Regions from separate parts of the Hordeum vulgare genome. Here region 2 is linked to region 1. Evidence: chromatin contacts called from public Hi-C data. All regions are on one chromosome and are shown on one strand. Each heading gives the region's core, a stretch centred on a gene start, on an enhancer-like site or on the middle of the called end of the contact. The rest is flanking DNA. Distances are from core to core; before and after follow the strand shown.

What was found. Hi-C and Micro-C count contacts between places; a contact is called where the count stands out from the background.
Region 2: a Hi-C map of leaf shows a contact between it and region 1, with 4 times the contacts expected there. The contact joins two enhancer-like sites. A contact is called at or near these places in 4 of 6 Hi-C or Micro-C datasets (leaf and seedling).

What each region holds. Positions count from the first base shown.
Region 1 is chr4H:574,523,381-574,530,599 of MorexV3_pseudomolecules_assembly, reverse strand. No RefSeq gene overlaps it. Among protein-coding and RNA genes, the nearest start is that of LOC123450791, 110 kb to the right of the region's middle. Within about 2 kb of position 4,384, at least 2 of the 3 cell types and tissues checked have open chromatin away from gene starts, as enhancers often do. A contact at or near this core is called in leaf, where this site is marked.
Region 2 is chr4H:574,721,262-574,728,480 of MorexV3_pseudomolecules_assembly, reverse strand. No RefSeq gene overlaps it. Among protein-coding and RNA genes, the nearest start is that of LOC123449660, 53 kb to the left of the region's middle. Within about 2 kb of position 4,475, at least 2 of the 3 cell types and tissues checked have open chromatin away from gene starts, as enhancers often do. A contact at or near this core is called in leaf, where this site is marked.

The DNA.
Region 1 (7,219 bases), core at 3,135-5,634:
TGAGAATGGGTTTCTCTGCTTAATTATTGGCCTCCTCGACCACTCCCATTTGTCCTCTCTTTTGTTGTATACTTGTTACGTACCAGCAATCATCATCTGCAAGTAATCCGAATCCGAATTTGTGGTCGACCAAGAAAAACTGCATGATCGACAATGAGAAAATCTACAGTTGTTTTTTGGAACAGGAGATCTCTATTGATTTTCATGGTAGGCCCATCCAGCAGTGGTTGCCCTGCTCATCTTGACACATCTTGTCAAAATAATCGGTCACTGTTCCAGTCCAGCTGAAGAAGACGAAGGTAAAAGAAAACGATGTTCAGATCGGGCTGTTTGAAATGCAGCTTGCGGTGATGGCAAAGTCCACACGGCCGTCTGATGACCAAGGGCACGTACTGTGGTGGTTGATTCACCAAGAGGAAGGCTGCAAAGGCTATACGCCATGGATGCACAGCGTCTGCGTATGTGCAATCTTTATTGGTTCTAGCTAGCAGCAGCAGTGCTCTGCTAGATGAACAGAAACTGCGACTCTACGAGCTGGGAGCCACCACTCCTGCATGGTGGTTTTGGAAGATTGCTGCTTGTCGAATTCAATTTGTACGTGCGAGGAAAGGTGATTAAATGCAGACTCGTATCAGATCATCACAAGTGGGTGAGATCGGGTTGGAAACCATAACAAGGTAATTCATGTCAGCATCACTGGCAGTAAGATTGATTGATGCATGTTGGGACGTCTGTGATGAGTGAGACTAGACTCTGTGCAGTGCCTTGACACCGGCTGCTGCAACGCTTCATGCATACGTACAGCAGATGGCATGTGCCGTTGCTGCCCAACCTCCAGCACCGCCGCAGTGGCTCCAAAATTAGCAAGAGGTGAAGCAACCCTTCTCCTCCTCTTGCATGAGCACGCAGCTCATGAATGCAAACGTAGAGATAAGTTACTTGTGTCCATGGATCTATATTCTGGTAGTCCATTCTCAAAGTTGGGCACCGTTTGTGGGGAAGGGAAGACATGTGGTGTTTCGGTATCTGCACAAACACTTGGCACTTCCTCTACTATCTACTATCAGAGAGATAATGTCAGAAGACATGTGCTTCAGTATCTGCATATGGAATTTATGGGTGCATGAGCTGGAAGGTTCTCCCTCTTTGTCACCTGCTAGTTTGGTCAAGAAACCTTTGCATCTCATCTGATGATTATTAAACGGTCAAGCCCAAGTTTAGTAACTGCTAACCACCTCATCCGGCGCGGGCCCTGGGGGCAATCATATGAGCATACGAGCAGTGATAAGATTGGGTTGGTTGATAGGCTTTTATACCTTTATAGTGTGTCAACAACACCTTGGTTTTACAACAAATCCCGTCACATCACCTTTCCTGACCCTTTTGCTGATTGAGGTAGTAGTGTCATGTTCCTAAATATCCAAGATAACACCCGAGCTTTTCTTCAAAATAATAAAAGAATGAGAGGATAGCACCGGAACAGCTAGCATGTCCACATGTCTCTGAAGAAACCCTAGGAAAAAGCAGTAGAGGTGCTCCACTAAACCCCACGAAGCTTATTTTCCTCATGGCTGCCTGATATTTGTACCTGGAATCAATCTACTGCGTATGCCAAAGCTGTCGATCGAAAACCCTCGGCGCATCTTTTTGTGGAAACATCGGCAAAAGCGCGTGTATATATATTGCTTTATGGGAAAAGAGAGAGAGAGAGAAAAAAAAGGAAAAGCAAAGTGGCTTTGCATTTGTGGAAGCTGGATTGCCAGAACATATTCTGTAATCCGAACCACGGGCGGCGCTTTTGTATTAGTCATTAGTCAACGATTTTGTGACTGATGATGAAGTGGTTGTGGGTGAAGCGATACCTGTGACTTGAACGTAGCTTTCGCTGGTTCCTTTCAGCGCTTGCCTAGCGTTGGAGACTTCGGTTCCAAGTTTCAGCCAGCTATAGGAAGAACTGCAGCGCACATGGTAGCTACATGCTCATGTAGTATATATTTCCCAAAAATCGATAGTGGTTTCTAACAAGAAAAAGACCATGCATCATCACCGTTCACCGACAATGCTAAGAGGACACGTTATGGGCGATCGTGAACGTCAGGTTTCCGGGTGAAACTTGGAACAGGAAAGTGATTTTTTTTTTCTTCAGTTTTGCTAAAACAGATTTAGATGCGAAGTAAGTATTGCATATTTAAGTCCTATACCGTTGATCTTACGTGAAGATTTGTGCGTGTAATTTCTTTTCTTTTTTCCTTTATTCTTTGTGCTTGATTTAGTCATTTAGAAAAGGACCATGCATCATCACCGTTCACCGACAATGCTAAGAGGACACGTTATGGGCGATCGTGAATGTCGGGTTTCAGGGTGGAACTTGGAACAGGAAAGAGGTTTTTTAGTTTTGCTAAAACAGAACTAGATGCGAGATAAGTATTGCTTATTTAAATCGTACTATCATTGATCTTACGTGAAAATTTGTGTGTATTTCTTTTTTCTTTTTCTTTTCTATGCTTGCTTATTCATTTAGATATGCAATAATTATGTCACATCTGGATGTATTTTTTTTGTTGGGTTTCATGACTCAGATCTGTGCAAAAGATATCTGCCCATCTTTTTGCATTTGGTGAGGACTACTTCCTGAAACCTGCTAAAAATTGGGTCAACTAAATCATGCCTTTGTGCCAACAAAAATCATGGAGGGCTCAGCATTATTGCACACTGTCTCCAGATCATTGGCTCGATCAGATCCCTCCTGTTCACCAAAAAAACAGACTCCTGTTCATCAATCAAAAAAGAAAGAAATTAAAAATAAAACTGACTCCTGTTCGTCCACCGTTTCTCTCGCTGTGGTGAGTGTGATCTCGCACTGCTCCGGCTGGGGACAGGACAATCTACAAGTTGCTGCGATGCTCCATTGGCCAACCAACAGAGAGGACAGCTCCCACGAGGCGCCACCTTTCATCCATGGATCTGGAGCCGCTCCAGCTCGGCCAATCCAGCCTCTCCCACGAGCATAGCTAGCCCTCTCCCACTGTCGATCACGATCAGCGTGGTAAAGCCGGCATTGCTGCCCTAGGGAAGTGCCAGTGCTAAACGATTGCCATATGCAGTTAAATGCCTTGCACAAACCATGCCAAGAAAATGCCATTGTCCGGAGGGGCAGTTGCATGCATGGGGCATGCACATGCGAGGTTGAATTCTGCTCCTATGGCACCAGAGAGATTTGCAAAGGCGTCAGTGCTGTTGCTTGTGTAGTGTAGATCTACGGCAGAGCAGAGGGCTGCGTGCTTCCCTCCAATAACTCGTGTGCATGCATGCAGGTGGCAGCCACACTGTGACGTGTACAATTAAGAATTAAGAGACCACAAACACACACAAGAAGATAAGGAGAAGCAAACAAGGGTCAAGGGGTGTGGTGTGGTTAGGCAGTGGCACAGCAGGGCAAGGTAGTTTGGGACCAAGTTATTGCTCCCTTGGCTTTGTTTATTATAGCTCTTGATATGTTATATTATTTCCACAGGCGTTGTATAAGTAGTGATCACATCATATATATGCTGATCCGCAGGCTGAAACCATGTTTGAGCCATGCATTTATTTTTCCTTTCTCTTTTCACCTTGTGAAAGCCAAGGCTAGGGAATATTGCTCATCATTTAGATGCCCCAAGAGACAATGGACTTCTTGGTAGGACGAAGGACGTGAAATTGTGACGGCCAAAGATCACACGGCTATATATGTGCGTGTGAGATGACGCAGTGACATGCGGAAAAGGAGCAAAAGAAAAGCATGACTTGTACACCAGAATGGCGATCGTAATGGATTTTCGCTTTCATGTCCTGTCATCAATCATACTTTCAAAAATCTACATTCACCTAGATATTCCAACTGGACATAGACAGGGCGATCTTCTTTTTAGCCTCAACGAGAGGTCGAGAAAGAAATTCCTTGCTTCAAAACAAATTATATAAAAATATAAAATCCTGAGTGGTTCTATCGGCACGACGTGGTGAAAGTTTCATATTAGCCCCCATTATCGCAAACAAAGGAAGAAGAGTCTACTTGCTGTGCCCGACCTACTGCACCATATTGTAATCTTCTGAGGATTATGCAAGCTAAATTTGAAATTAGCAGGTACAGTAGAGCAGGGAGTCCCAAGAACGGAACTTTGAAGAAGGCCAGGCCAGGCCAGCCAGCCAGCCAGCCACATCATCTGCTGAAATCGTTTGTGGCGAATCATGAATGAGGATGTGGTTGCAGCACTGTTGGGCGGTCAAAGCCTTTCCCGTTCAAACCCAGCGCACTGTAGCCCTCTCATCGCAAAGCCAAGGCAGCGTGTGTAGTAGCGTGTACCACCCCTCATCCAGCCCCATCGTTAGCTAGCCGGGGGCCCGGGCCAGCGCTGTGCATGCAACGCCCAAGGACTTGCTTTCATATCATATGCGGTCACATGGAGCTTCCGTGGTCGTGGAAGGGGCTCGAGTGCTCACGAAAAGGCGGCAGCTGCACAGTGCTGAACAGGGCGAGAAAGGGATGGAGTGATGGATGGATCCTCCTCATCTTTGGCAGTAGGTTGGGATGAGGAGGAGGAGATGCATGCTGCTGCCTCGATGCATCAAAAGAATGGGAGGGGAGAGTGCCGTGCCTGTGAAAGTGCCGCTGCGGTGGATGAGATTGAGGATACGCACGGCTGGTGGGGTGGCGTCGTCCACTCTTTTTTATCATTGCCATGATGCGCCATGGCGAAAGACGATGATGCCGGGGGGAGGAGATGCGCGTATCCGGCCTTGCTCTTGTCTTCTCTTCAGGTTCTGCGGAAAGCTGGTGCGACGTTCTCAGCTTTTGTGTGTCGTGGATACGATGGTGCTGGTAAACCCGGGGAGAGGCCCGGTGGAAAAAACTTCACACCACTTGGCGAAATTATGCCATATTTCATGGGCTATGACGATCTACAATCCAATCCCTTGCATCTGTTTCAAACGTCGGGCACGATGTGCCGTGAGTGACCGGTCACAAAAAACGTTACCCAACTGAATCTCTCATATCCATTTCGAACGTCCGGACAGACCGACACCCTTCATACCCATCTCAAATATGAGGACAATATAAGGGTTTCCGGACACGTCCAGTCAATCCGCCGTGTAAATGTGACCCCATCCTGGACAACATTTTCTTTGTTTTTTCTTTATTTTCTGCTTTCTCTTTATTTTTTCCACCAATCACATGCAAGCGAAAAGACGTATGAAAAAGAATATGAAAAGTTTGCCTGCACAAATGAAAAAGTAGAGGCTCAAAACAGACACGCTCGGTCACTGAGTGGTCGGATTTGTCCAGTCCGGTTGTAGATGCTCTAAGGGCATCGTCAACCCACAAATTTCCTTCAGTATCTGTCTATGGATAGAGAATCGGTTCACGAACACGGATGCGAAAGCCGATCATCCAACAATGTTCACATACATCCAGACCACCTTTAAAAAAGAGAGTCCACATATTTAAATAGCCGCATACATGGAGTACAGACGTTCAAATAGCCACATGCAACAGTATGGCTACTTTGACACAACCAACTCGTTTTTCATACATCATAAATTCCGGCGGCGTTTTCGTATGGCTAGACATGTTTTAAACCATATTAAAGAGGGGCTGGTCGGATACGATAACTATTTCAAGTGCAAAGAGGACGCCCTTGGAAATATTGGCTTCTCATATTATCAGAAATGCAGTGCAGCCATACGGATGCTTGCATACTGAGTGCCCGATGATCTCATTGATGAGAACGACCATATGAGCGAGTCTACATGCCTAAAGTCCATGTACAAGTTCTGCAAGGCTGTGATTGTTGTGTTTGACCCTGAGTACTTGAGAGAGCCGACTCCTCAAGATACAACCCGCTTGTTGGTGATGAATGCCAGCAGGGGCTTTCCAGGGATGCTTGGCAGCATAGACTGCATGCACTAGGAGTGAAAGAACTGCCATACCACTTGACAAGGCCAGTATAAGGGCCATGTCATGGCTAGCATTGTCATACTTGAGCCATGGCCTCACAAGATCTCTGGATCTGGCATTCTTTCTTTGGCATGGGCGGATCACGTAATGATATCAATGTGCTTCAATGCTCACCGGTGTTTGCAAGGCTTGTGGAAGGCAACAAATCACCGATGAATGTTACCATCAACGACCACAACTATGACAAAGGATACTACCTAGGTAACGGTATCTATCCTCAGTGGATCGCTATTCTGAAGACAATCGCCGACCCTATCAAAGAGAAGAGGAATTTTTTTGCCAAAGAGCAGGAGAGTGCTAGGAAGGATGTCGAGCGTGTCTTTGATGTTTTGCAATCTTGATGGGGCATCGTTCGGTACCCTCCTAGGACTTGGAGCACCAAGAAGGTGTGGGAGGTGATGACAGCTTGTGTGATTATGCACAATATGATCGTAGAAGATGAGCGTTCAAAATGTATCTACGATTAAGGGTTTCAGTTTCAGGGTGAGAATGTTGTGCGTGAGCATGGAGGAGCGGCAACGTTTGAACAATTCGTTCAGTTTCATTATTAAATACGTGATTGGAAAACTCACATGCAACTGCAAAATGATTTGATTGAGAATATGTGGGCTCATGTTGACAATCAATAGATATATATTTTTCCATATTTATTTGAGACAATTTCATTTTTATTCGATTTGAAAAACTATACTTTATTTATTTCAAAACTATGTTTTTTTTTGGTTGTGATACTATGCTACTATTTATATGGTGTTTGTCAAATAATGTAAAATATATGCATATTTGATGAAAAAGAACGGCCAGCCAGCCACGTCAAGCGGGCGATCGGTCCAAATAAACAAAAAACAAACAAAAGCGTCATCCGTTTAGTTCGACGCGTTTAAGCGATCGGTCCAAATAAACAAAAAACAAACAAAAGTGTCATCCGTTTAGTTCGACGCGTTGAAGTTGGTCTAAGACCTGCACTATGACATGAAAAAAAAGTGAGAAGTTTTGAAGTACTAAAATTTGCTTGAATAGATCTCGCTAGTCTTTATTTGCGAAAATGATGCACTTACGGACTACCTACAGAATTGACTTATGGACCCTTCCCACTAACGAATCCTTTTACCCCGTGAATTTAACCGTGGGCCTTTTTTCCTCATTTTTCTCCAACGAGCAAAGGCCATAGAATCATGTAAGCTAATTCCTTAAGCTGTCCGTCCGTATGTTTATCTTTATTTA
Region 2 (7,219 bases), core at 3,226-5,725, 200 kb before region 1:
GAAGTGAAAAATAAAATTTATAAACATGATTTTTTTTAAACCCGATTTTTTTTAACTTCTAGTTTTTTCTGGAATTTTGGAAAAACAATATCTCTGAACAAATGTAGGAAACATGATTTTTTTAAAACTCCCAAACACAATTTGGAAAATACAAACATTTTTTAAAATTTCTGAATCAAAATTGAAAAGGTAAAAAGTAAAACTGAAATAAACGGAACAAGAAGCAGAAATGGGCCGGCTCAGGTCGTGTCGCTTGCATCAATATTAAAAAACGGAAAACAATAACCTGGCAATAAATAGAAAAAGAAAAAACATAGAAACAACTCGACTGCACTGTGCAAAGCTGGAAATGGGCCGGCTCAGGTCGTGTCGCTTGCATCTACCCTGGTGCGAAACCTTGACCATTCATCGGAACGAGCGGCGAATACTATTTTCCGCATATACGAGCACCCATCGGAGGAGTTCCTATATAACGCATTATGCCTCGAAATGACGGGGCGACCGACAAGCAAAATCACTAATTAGGCAGTATTTCTTTCGAAGATCACTCCCCCCTTTCCAGTTTGCGAAAAGTGGCGTATTGCATGTGTGTCACTTGTCGCAACTTGGGAGTTTACTTTTTTTTTTTGCTTTCCGAAAGGCACGACCGTGTCTCTCATTCAGTCAAAACCATGATTCTCGCGAAAGCGAAATTATGATACTTGCATGAAAAAACATTTTACCTTTACAAAAGACACAGGTTTGGCTCTCGTAAATCCAAAACCGTGTCTCTCGCGAAAAACAAAACAGGAAGCACGTTTTTTAAAGAGCACGGGCGTGCCTTTCGTGAAGGTAAAACCATGCCTATCAAAAAAATGCTAGAAAATGCATTTTTTTCGTTTCCGAACAAAGGCAAAACTGTCCGTCCCGCGAAAAAACATAAAACACGTCTTTACATGTTTTTTTTAAATATATTTTTTTCTCAAAAGCCCGAAAAGACCAGTGAAAAACCGAAATACAAAAAAAAACAACCTAAAACATTGAAAAGCCGTGTGAAAAAAATGAACAAATAAAATCCGGAGGATGAGCTCATAACTGGACATGTGGTGGCTACTGAGAACACGTCAAGTACCGACGCGCGAGGGTGCTAGATGTAAGGCTCCCGAAAGAGCGCTCGCTAACTACTGAATCCTACGAACAGCTGGTCGAAGCGATCGACCAAGACGGGTCGGCCCGCTTAGAAGCAAGGTAAACGTTTTATTGACCATGGTTTTATTAACCTTCTAGAAGTTTTTATCTGGTTTATTCCGATTTTGAGAAGGTCCGTGAACTGGTTTGTTCTGTTTCTGTTTTCTCTTTCTTTTTTCTTTTTCTTTTTATCCTTTTTCTGTTTCCCTTTTTTGTTTTTTCATGTTTATGTTTATTTTTCAATAAATTTATGAATAAATTGAAAATGTTTGCATTTTTATGTTTCGTTCATAAATTCTGACAATTTTGGCGAATTTAAAACATGTTTTCATTTTTAAATTTTGCTCACTAATTCTGAAAATGACCATGTTTGTTGTAAAATGTATGCAAATTCAAAATATGTTCAGGTACTTCACAAAATGTTCAGGACTAAGTTTCTTCACAAATTTGAGAAGTTCTAGGAATTTAAAAAATGTTCTCAATTTCAATTTACCTCATAAATTACTAAAATGTTTGGGAATCGATGTTCTATCTTTCCAAATTTGTTCAAAAATTTGATGTTTGAAACTGTAGATGAATCAAATTGGAAAATGTCCATTTTACAATTTCAAGCAATGTCCTTGTTTTCAAATTTTTCCCATATTTTCAAATTGGAAAATGCCCATTGTCCAATTCCAAATGTCCATATTGCAATTGAAAATAATTTCCATGTTTTCAAATTTTGTTCATAAATTCAAATAATTGCTTGCAATTTTGAAAAATGTTCTCATTTTAATAAAAAATCCTGATTTTCCAAAAAAGCACTAGTTTTACAAAATTGTTTTAAATTTGGGGAAATATTGTTGTTTCTAAATTATTTTATTTTTTTGCAAGAAAATGTTTGATAAACCTATATAATGGTCATGTTTTTTTTTATATGTTTGAGGTTTTATTGTGCTGTTCAAAATGTTGGAAATGTTCTCGTCTCACAACATATATTGTTCACAAACTACAAAAAAATTTAAAGACATGAACATTTTATGAGTATGTGAACAAAATATGAAATTACAAACATTTTTTGAATCTTTCAACATTTTCCTTTTATTAAAAATGCAAACATTTCGTAAATACGCTTTGTTTTATAATTGAGTGTTTTGTTTTAAATTTCTAACTAAAAATGGAAACGGTACATTTTCACAATTGTTCAAAAAAAAAACTTGAACATTTTTTAATTCATGAACAAATTTGAAAAAGTAGGAACGATTTTGAAATAAGAATAGTTTCTTAAACTCTAAACAATTTTGAGAAGCAAGGTTTACCTTTTGAATTTCGAGCAAATGTTTGATATTCTAGAATTTCTTTTGAAATAAAAAAAGAAACTATAAATAAAACAAAATGAAATAGATAAAATGGAAAGAAAAATTAAACAAGTACACAAACAGTAAATGTTTTTGAAAAAGTAAATAGATTGAAAACGCGAAAAAATCGCGAACATTTTTAGAACATATTTTGATTTAGGCACACATTTTTTCAAGTTGTTGAATTCATAATTTGAAAGATTAGTTTGGTTGGGAGAACAATTTTTGTAATTGCAACCATTACCTTGAAAAATGTGAACAGTTTTCCAAATATATGAGCATTTTTTAAAACAAATTTTTGTTAACTTTACCAAAAGGTTCAAAAGTTCGAAATTAAATTAAATTTGGGAACATTATTTTATCAAATTTTGAATATTATTTTATAAACGAAATTATTTTTGGAAACCCAAATATAATTTGAATTTTCACATAATTTTGAATTCTAAACTTTTTTAAATTTGCTAACTTTTGAACGAAGAAATAAAGAAGGAAAGAAATGTAAAAAAGAAGAAAGAAATAGGAAAGATAAAAAAGAAATTAAAAGAATTATAATCAAAAAGGAAATAAAGGAAAAAGAAAAACCCAAATAAAACAGCCAGCAAAAACAATAGAGAAAAAACGTTTCAGGGAACTTTTAGAAGCTTCCCAAAACCAGGAAAAAACTATATGCCCGCAACACTACTAACCGCTGAAATATCGTTTCGCAACGCTTGACCAATTTAACGCAGAGTGCGCTAAATAGAAAATTCCCATCCATTTGACAAACCCTATTTGACGCTGCAGGCTCCCATTGTAGAGCATTTTTGTAATGGGTACCTGCACAGCACACACCCTGCCGCGATTTTAGCCGGCCCATTTCATGTTTTCGAGTCCTGTTTAAAACTTTGAAAAGGATACAAGAAATCCGATTTTCAGGGATTGAACGCGAGATCAATACGTTAGTATTGCACCATACTAAACCACTAGCTCACCTTGATGCTTGCGATTGCCTACTTCTTCTTTCATATTTCTGTGTATAGAAAATGCCCCCTAGGTTTCCTTGTGTATTTTCTTTTCTTTTTTGGTTTCTGGTCTATTTCCTATTTCCCTCGGTTCATGAATATTTTTCAAATCAATGCACTTTTTCAATTTTGATGAACCTTTTTAAAATTAGATTAACTTCTTTGAAATCAATGAACTTTTCTTGGTGAACTTTCTTTAAAAAATAGATGTATGGTTTCCAATTCGATGAACCTTTTTTTCAAACCTGAAGAACTTTTTCAAGTTGATGAACATTTTTCAATCTTGCCAAACTTTTCTGAATTCGATGAACTTTTTAAAATACAATGAAAGTTTTTTGGATTTGATAAAAAATCAATTCGATGAACCTTTTTTTCAAACTCGAATTGATTTTTTCAATTTGATGCACCTTTTTCAAATCTGATCAACTTTTTCGAAATTCATGAACTTTATGAAAATTCGATCAACTTTCTTTAGAATAGATGGACTTTTTCCTAAATTTATGAACTACTTGAACGTATCTATTTCAAATTTGATGAACTCTTTCAAAAACGGGTGAACCTGTTTTTTAAGTTGATGAACCTTTTTCATTCCCAAGAACCTTTTCCAATTTGTATGAACCTCCTTCTGAAATTCCTAGCTGTTTTCGTTATTTTAGAATTATTTTCTTAGTTTATACTTTATTTTGGAAATAATTTATTTTGTCTATTATATTTTAACTAAAGGAAATAATTTATTTTGAAAGGTTCAAATTAGTACCTTGTCCTCTCGCAGTCAACGAAAATTAGCTTGATCTGGTGGTTAGGAGCTAAAGCCATCAGCGTTCGCGTGGGGAGTTGGAACACGTTGAAAGAACTTTTTTATGTTTTTTCTGCTATATTTTAAAGCAGCTTCCTCGGATTATTGGGCCGGCCCAGCAGCATGGCGTGTGAGCGCCAGTTACAGTAACTTGCGCAGGTCCCCTCCGGATTTGGTCATTCTCGCTCACCTTGTTGGTCTCAAGGCCGACAAATATAAGGCCGCGATGAACCCCGTCAAGTAAGACGAGAGTGTCACAAAACTTCAACGTGTTCTCAAGAATTAAAAAAGAAGGCGCGGTCGAACTTCCGTGATCCATCTCCGTGCACGGACAATTTGAAACGAAGAACAATTTTGAAAAAGCCCGAAATTTGTTGGAAGCGCGAACAAATTTTTAAAGCATTAACATTTTTTTTATTTTTAGAATTTTGTTAAAACCGAGAACAATTTAAAAAATCCTGAAAAATTTGCAAGCACGGATAATTTTTTATAGCAAGAACATTTTTTGGATTTTTACAACAAATTTTGAAATAGGTAAAATAATGAATCTTAAGAACAAATTTCAAAACCGAGAACATTTTTAAAAAAATATAGAAGATTTGTTCAAATCAAGAACAATTATTGAAAATTCAAAATAAAATTGAAACAAAAACTGAAAAGAATAAAAAAAGGAGAAAAAAGAAAAAACGGTTTAAGGAACCTTCCCAAAGATGGAAAACCCCGGCTAAAACCTTTGGAAGGTTCCCAAAACCGGGTGCTGCAACCCTGCTAAATGGGTCAGCCCATTTAAAATCGACCCCCTACCGCTTTGTGCGAAGCTCCGACACCACTTCGCGCAAAACAGATAGGGTTTTCCAAAAATCACCTGCCCTTTGTGCGAAGCTCCGACACCACTTCGCGCAAAGCGGATAGGGTTTTCCGAAAATCACCCGCCCGCAACACTACGCTAACCGCTAAAATGGCCCCCAGCCCACTGATCGCTTCGCGAGCCTGGCCTGTGTGAAGCTTAGCCAATTTAACGCAGGGTGCGACAAATACGAAATTCCCATCCGCTTTGCTCATTCTCGCTCATCTTACGGCGAATGGTCTACCCGCTGGGTAGAAAGGTCGACACATATATGGCAAGGCCGCAAAGAAGCCCATCAAGTAAGACGCAGGGTGTCCCAAGGAACTTCAACGTTGTCAAAAAAGAAAAACAAGGAACTCTAACGTGTTCAAGAATGAAAAAAAAGCGCGGTAGAACTTCCATGATCCATCTCCGTGCACGGGCACCAGAAGACGGTGACCCGCGCGCGAATGCTCCCGACGGCGCAGAGCTCGACCGGTAGCCGTGATGGGCGGCCGGTGAGAGAGGCAGGTTACCTCGCCGCCGTCGTCGCGAACCTCGTCCCAATCTTTCAATCAATTTTTTTAAAAGGCAGATGTCGATGCAGTCTTTATCTAAAAAAAAGATGCTGATGCAGTGGCGAGTGCCGAACTCCGTCGATCCTCCATCCACCCGCGAGTTGGAGCCGCACCAGACCAACTCTAGCGCGCGATCCCATCCGTACGTTGTTTTGTGAGGATTCTGTCCGTTTAGAGCGGGTGATGGGATCGAGCAAATCACTCTAATTCGTCCACGCCTACGAATCAGTCGACATTTTGTCCGGGCCATTTTCTCGGGTGCGGTGGCCGTGCGCCCAACGCTGGTCGCATCCTGTTCGCCTCATTTTCATACACAAGCATTCGAATAGCCATGGCCCATAGATCATGCAAGCGGTCCTAGATCACGCCGGCAGCACAACCAGCCTACACGTCCTCGCCGGTAACACAGCCAGCGGCTGGCAACACAGCCGACCTCTAAAACAATAGGTTCTTCGCCGGCAACACAGCCGACCTCCAAAAGAATAGGTTTTTCGCCGGCAACACAGCCAGCGGCCGGCTCACCATGCCAGCCTCCTAGTTCAGAACATGAGCGTTGATGTTACGATCGCTCGTAAATTAGTAGGGTGGAAACAACTTTCTTTCATGACATGTTTTGTGAACTCTTGTCCAAAAAATAATTTCCTTTTGTTGCACACCGACTCTAGGATCTTGGCCAATCTCCTTTCAACTTCCGCAAATCAACTTGTCCTCATCTTGTGTCTATGATCCCGTACGAATGCTCTTCTTCCTCATTTGAGCTTCCGCTCTTTGGGTGAGCTCATTGATTACAATGCCTCGCTCGCAATATCGACGTTGTTCTTTTCTTTTTCGTCACCTTCGCAATATATGTCATCTTCTTCATGCCACGAGTCACCATGGTCGGTCTCAAAGTCGGTCGGGCTTATTTTCTTTGCATCTCGACGGACGGGCGACCGCCACTGCAGGACCCTAGCGTGACGTTGAGGTCGATGACGGACGAGGGGCACGGCATGGACGGCGTGATCGCGCTGACTTCCGACGTCCCCGACAAACAGATCTAGGCTTGGCACCTAGGCGGAGGGAAACCGGGCGACAACGGCGTGGTCGACGACGTCGGGGAGGGGCACTGCGGAGGCCGGACGACCGACGAGCACGACGGGCGCAGCCGCCAAGCTCGTCGGACGGCACAATCCCATCACGAGGAGGGTGAGCGCTTTGCTGACAATGTCCTCCTTCTCTTGAGCATCGGCCTTCTGCCGCGCAGCCTCCACCGCAGTGAGCTCGATGGCGTACACGATCGCGGCGTCCTTCCTGTCCCGCCGGTTCCGTCCCTTGACCGATTCCGCGTCCAACTTTGGGAGCTCCTCCGGCGCGAGTTCCGACCGCGGCTTCTTCGTGGCCTGGGACGCCTTCTTCTTCTTCCCGTTGGTGGCCGGGACGACGGTCGGGTCGCCAAAATTCGACGGGGGATCGTCCATGGTGGGAGGGTGACGGATGGGGCGTGGAAGGGTTTTGGAGGAAAAAATAAAATGGAA